2 separate regions of the Sus scrofa genome follow, and region 1 is linked to region 2. A link is a contact called in public Hi-C data. All regions are on one chromosome and are shown on one strand. The core of a region is the stretch at or near the end of the contact, and the rest is flanking DNA. Distances in the headings are between cores, read along the strand shown. Region 1 holds the start of MTMR10 (myotubularin-related protein 10). Region 2 overlaps OTUD7A (OTU domain-containing protein 7A).

The links. Hi-C and Micro-C count contacts between places; a contact is called where the count stands out from the background.
Region 1: a contact with region 2 is called in a Hi-C map of skeletal muscle, with 5 times the contacts expected there. The contact joins the promoter of MTMR10 here to the enhancer-like site in region 2. A contact is called at or near these places in 1 of 5 promoter capture datasets (fetal skeletal muscle), 5 of 47 Hi-C or Micro-C datasets (alveolar macrophages, embryonic fibroblasts, heart right ventricle and 2 more) and 1 of 2 datasets of contacts at active chromatin or transcription factors (skeletal muscle).

What each region holds. Positions count from the first base shown.
Region 1 is chr1:143,866,496-143,869,303 of Sscrofa11.1, reverse strand. MTMR10 (myotubularin-related protein 10) reads right to left here and starts at 1,558. Exons shown (of 16, transcript XM_003121665.4): 1 at 1,306-1,558; 2 at 662-722. The coding sequence starts at 1,365.
Region 2 is chr1:143,414,239-143,417,038 of Sscrofa11.1, reverse strand. OTUD7A (OTU domain-containing protein 7A) reads right to left here. Exons shown (of 15, transcript XM_021098720.1): 13 at 1,582-1,696; 14 at 1,338-1,422; 15 at 1-251. Among named protein-coding and RNA genes, the nearest start is that of KLF13, 120 kb to the left of the region's middle. Within about 2 kb of position 1,303, at least 41 of the 83 cell types and tissues checked have an H3K27ac peak or open chromatin away from gene starts, as enhancers often do. A contact at or near this core is called in omental adipose tissue and skeletal muscle, where this site is marked.

The sequences.
Region 1 (2,808 bases), core at 309-2,808, 450 kb before region 2:
GAGACATTCTGCTTCTCATAAGTGGGAGGTAAAGGAGGGGATGCTACTGGCATCTATTGGGTAGAGACCAAGGATGCTTCTAAACATCTTGCAATGCACAGGACATCCTTCCAACAAAGAATTGTCAAGCCCAAAATGTCTATAGTGTCTCTGCTGGGAAACCCCATTCTAAATTGAAACAAGAAGATCTGCAAACACAGCTGACACCTTCAAAAAACAATTGCCAAGTAAGTAATTCAAAGGTCACTAAGCTCTATCACTGGTATAGAGACCCAAACATAATAAAAGTTGCTTTTCATACTGTTAAAATGATGATCTATTAACCATTCCTGCATGAATTTGCAGACAGTTCTTTCACTACCTAAGCAATTAATGATAGCTTTCAAAAAGCACATTTCAGGAGACAAAAGAGGAAATAAGAGTGATATTCTTGACAGTTTTCTATGATGCGTCAATTTTCAAGGGCAAATACCCATTTAACACTACTTTTTGTTGCTGTTGTTTACATCTTACCAACTTTTTCCCTCCCTCCTCAGTCTTAGATTTTTAACTTGCTAAACTTTAAAGTAAATGAGGAAAGTTAACCACATGGTACTAGCTGATAGAAGAGTCTTAGACCAAAACACACCACTAAATTATCTATTAGAACCCTCATGTTTACCTGGCAAAAGAACTGGCTCCAGTTTTTTAATCTTCGGTTCCGAATTAATCTTATCGTCAGTCTGAAATACATTAGCAAAATAAATCAAAATCAAATCTTTTTTTCCCTGTGAGAGACTAAAGCAAATTTAGTTTTCTAAGTGATGATACATATCCCCCCCTTAAATTCTTTCACATTTTCACCCAGCTCTTTTAAAGAAAGGTCTGCTCATAATGGAATTGAGAGTCTGAGCATAAAAACACTCTAAGCGCCTAAGCCGCTTCCAGGTGTTCACTTTTAAGACAGGTGCGTGACTTCTTCCACTAAGTGCCCACAGGCGATGTAATCAGCTGGCGGTCACAGCAGGGACTGTCGCCAAGCAAAGGGCTAAATAAATCCGGCTCCGGTTGCTCCGTCGCTCCCGGGGGTCTTGGGGGGAGGGAATGGCTGCGGCGGAGTTCTGCAAGTTTCCAAGGAGCCAGTGGGGCTCCCAGGAAGGCGCGCTTCCCCGAGCCAAGGTCGGGCAGCCGCGCAACTGGGGACAGAGGACGGGGAACCGGGGTGGGGTCGGGGGACAGGGCAACCTCCGGGCTCCCCCGCTCCCCGGCGGGCCCGCGGCTCCCCGGAAGCGCGAGGAGAAGGTCCCGGGGGAGAGGGATATTTACCTGGGGGGGCGGCAGGAGGTAGGACCTGAAGGTGGGTCTGGGCGGCTTGAGCGAGAACATGGTGCCGCCACCGGCTTCGCTCCGCCGGGCCGGGTCGCGGCCCGGGACCCGCCTCCCGACGCCCGCGGGCTGCGAGCTCCCAGTGCGGCCGCCCTGGCACGGTCTGCGGCCAGCCGGGCCGGGAGGGCTGACGGGCGGAGACTCGGCGGAGCGCCCGCCCGAGCGGGGAGGAGCCGGGGCCCATCCCCGGAAGGGGCCCGGCGCCCCGCCCCACCCCGCCCGGCGAGAGGCACGCGCAGGGCCGGCGGCCGGCCGCTCCCGACCTCTAGGCCGCGCCGGCGCCGGAACGCGAGGCCTACGCAGAGTGCCTTTGCCCAGCCCTCAGCTAGGGTGCCGGGGGGAGCGGGGCCCGGGAGCCATCTTGAGAACCCCGCTTGGGCGGGGTAGGGGCGCACCTACGGCGGCCGGCAGGGTCCTCGGCGGCCGGCGAGAACCTACGGCGGCTGGCAGGGGTCATGGCGGCCTGCGGGGTCACGGCGGTAGCTGGAGGCTCCCTTTGATAGCTACTGCGCCGCAGTTCCGCTCTTCCTGAGACAGCACCTTCCACTGCTGGTCTCTAGTCACCGTGCTCACGCGGGGATTGTTGTTTTCAGTCTTTGGGAGGAGCTGGGGTGGGGGTGAGGGACAGAGGACTCTGGAGCCCCAGGCTTAGCGGGTCACGCTGTCTGCGCCCAGCGGATGAGGGACGGGCCCCGGGAAAGTGGCCCAGGACAGCTGACAGTGACCGGGATCAAACGGTCAGCTCGGTCCCTTCAAGGTCCCACACCAGGGAAGACTTTCTTCCTTCACCTGGTCTGTTTGTTTTAGCGTGAAGCTTTGTGACTGAGATGTCTTGCTGCTCAATTCCGTGGGGTGCTGAGGCTGGCGTGGGCATGGGCGCTGTTGACACAGGACGATGTCAGCAACCCGGACAGCTCAGTTTATTTTAACTCCTAGCCTCGTTGTTAAACTTAAGTGTGAACAGATATTAAGAAAGTCGCCTTCCTGTTTTTTCTTGCCTATCCTCACATGCAAAGGTACAGCAAGTAGATAAATAATTAAAAGCTCAGCAAGAATGAGTCCTTAGCGGTGTGAAGGGCTTCCTTAGGCTATGGCCTGAATATTCTGGCCATTAATTGCAGAGAGCAGAAGAATTTCTGCACATCAAGCACGGGCCATTTCTGAACTCTTTAACAGAATTCCGAACTGAAGCAGCCTTTGGTGGAAGGGGGTTAGTGATGTTACCTTCTTGTAAATCTTAGTTGAGACTAGATTCTTCTCACACTTTGAAGAATAAATCCCTAATCCAACGTTTTATAAAAAATGTCACCAGGAAGCTCCAATGTGGCCATATGAATCATACTGACAAATGTTAATGGAAACACTAAAAAAACTTAAGTGTTTAAGATTCACAAGTTACTTTTTCTTGGGTCCTGGATCCAGAACTCCACTGATCTTTCTGGT
Region 2 (2,800 bases), core at 54-2,553:
CCGCCCATGTTTTTCTTCAGCTTGATACCCAGCGTCTTGCTGAAGCTGCCTAGCTTATTGGCCACAGAATCCGCTCGTGTCTTGTCCTTGTCCTTGCGCTGTTTCTCCTTCTCCTTGTCCTTGCCGTTCTTGCCGTTGTTGCTGTTGGAGTTGCTGCACACCGAGTCGCGGTCTGAATCGAGTGAATCGGCCAAGGACTGCACGTCCTCCCCCGCCGAGGCGGTCGGGGACTCCGGCTGTGCTAGAGGGGCCTGTGGAGGGGGCGGGCAGGTAAGGGATGAGGTTAGAAATCAGCAGTCCCCAAGCGGACTGATGGAGGCAGATCCCTCCCTCCCCGCTGTGTTGCCTCCAGCCCCACTGTCCCTGTCCCAACCGAGTCTCCTGATTCTAGATCTCGAGTTGCTGCCTTCACAGCCCTCATAAGGGCTAAACAAGGACGTCCAGAGTAATTGACAGGCAGGTCAATGTGGAGATGAGGCAGGACTCCGAAGCCAGACTGCCACCAGCTGTCACTTGTGCCATTAGTAAGAGGGGTATCGGTACCTGCCTCAGGGAGCCCAGTGAAGATTAAATACAGGTAAAGGCTGAAGTATGAAAGCACTCTGAGTGGTGCCGGCTTGTCCTGGGTACTGATTGTGCCGGGCACTGCCCTATTTGCTCTTCTCCTGTCACTTATAAAATATTAATTATAAGCTCCACTTTATGGCTACATAAACTAATGTCTAGGGAGAATAAATTCACTTATAAGCTTTTCTTTTAAACATCTCTTTTGGGGAGACCATCACTGAGACCACAAAAATATCAGATACTTAAAGCGAATCCGTCTTAGTATCTGGAGGCGAGGACAGCATGGGTTCTCCCTGGGGGAGGGGGCCAAGTGGGGCAGGCAGCCCCCCTTGTCACCGCCTTTTCGGAGGGGAGGGAAAGTGAGGGGAAGGGGGGGGTGCCAAGGAATCGCGCCCTCGGTTCTCTGCCTTTTCCGAGGACCCACACACTTTTATAATTAATTCCGCTCCGTGGCAGCACATCGTGTTCCGAGCTGGGCAGAGTTTTGTGTTGCGACTTGCCTACGGTTTGTTTTCTGAGTGGGCGTGTTTATTCCGCTCCTTCTGTCGAAGATAAGGGGACCTCAAAAAAATAAAACACACACACAGACACACAACCTAGCCTGAGCGCTGCTATGGCCAGACACGCAGGCGCACGCGCAGACAGGCGCGCGTTCCAGTCGGAACCTGGGCGGTCAGCGTTGGGGAGGATGCACCCCCGCCTTCCTGCCGGAGCAGAATGAGCAGCCGCCGCCCCGCCTGCCGCTTCTTCCCGTCGCACGCCTAGCTTACCCGGGTCTCCGAGGGGATCCGGATCCACGTCACATTCATGTAGCTATGCAGAAGGTTTAGCTTGGCTTCCAGCGACAGGATCAGGCTAGAGAGAGGAACACCAAATGAGACGCGTCCCGGCTCGCCCCGCCCGCCGACCGTCTCCAGAGGAGCCGGGGCGCTGCGCCCAGCCCCTCCCCGGGGAGCCCAGCGACAGCCCGCTCCGTAGGGCGTGGGGGAGGGGGACACAGGGGTAGGGTCTTACTGTGCCAGCCTGGCGTTATCGTTGTCGTCTTTCCCCCATTCCCAGTCCTTGCCGGGGTCCACAGCAAAGTGCAGAGGCAGCAGCTTGTGCTCCGAATCCGTCAGGGGGATTACGGCTGAACGCAAAAGAGGGAGGCCAGTGCCAGGTGGTCCACCGGCCAGGACGGAGGTCAGTGCTCCCGCAGCCCCGAGAAAGGGCAGGAAATGGGCCCCAAGACCAGGAGGCTCCGTGATTAAGGAAACGGAATGGAGGTGTACAGGGGACATCTGGGCCAGCGGGAGCTTTAGGGCCACATATTTTATTTTTATTCTTTTGTCTTTTTAGGGCCGCAGCATATGGAGGTTCCCAGGCTAGGGCTCAAAACGGAGCTGCAGCTCGCTGGCCTACACCAGAGCTCACCTTAATGCCAGATCCTTAACCCAGGGAACAAGGCCAAGGATAGAACCCACGTCCTCACAGATACTAGTCGGGTTCATTAACCACTGAGCCAGGAACTCCAAGGTGGTAATATTTTAAAACTGCTACTAATAGTTTTTAAAATGTCCTACTTTTTGTGGATTCTGAAAAGCAGTTGGACACACTACCTGTCCTCAACTTGGGTCTGTCAGACCGGAAATACCCACCTCTGGCGGCAGACAAAGAAACGGTATTATTGCTTCTGCTGCTTCTAGTTCACCTGGGGTGGGGGTGCGGCTTTAGGGCGAGGCCCTCCCATCTCCTCCCAGAGAGTGAGGGCTGCCTACCCCCCTGCTCATTTGTGAGTTCATTCAGCAAGTCTGTGACAGTGTGGGACCCCCACATCCCATACCCCTTTGTCATAGGGAGCTCACCTCCTGTATTGGGGGTGGGAGGCGGGGACAGAGTACACAGGTGACATACACTTCCTGCTGTCAGGTGGTGATAAGGTAAACAGCAGGCTGAGGAAGCTCAGGCAAAGAGGCCAGCCAATGAGCCTTCTGAGGAGGGAAGAGATAGAGAAGGCAAGGATGGGCCCCTCGCTGCACCAAGGGACAGAGTCATCAAAACCACTCCTGACTGCAACCCACCCCTGCCCCTGGGGATCCTGGCCACCTCTGAAAGGCTGGGGCAGAGGTTGGTGTTTACAGGTTTGTCTAGGATCCACTGGGGGCTTCTGGAGTTGCAGTGGGCCAGCTGAGATCAGTTCCCTAGTGATGGGGTTGACTCGCAGTTGGGAGGTAGGGAGAAATATGGCAGCCCC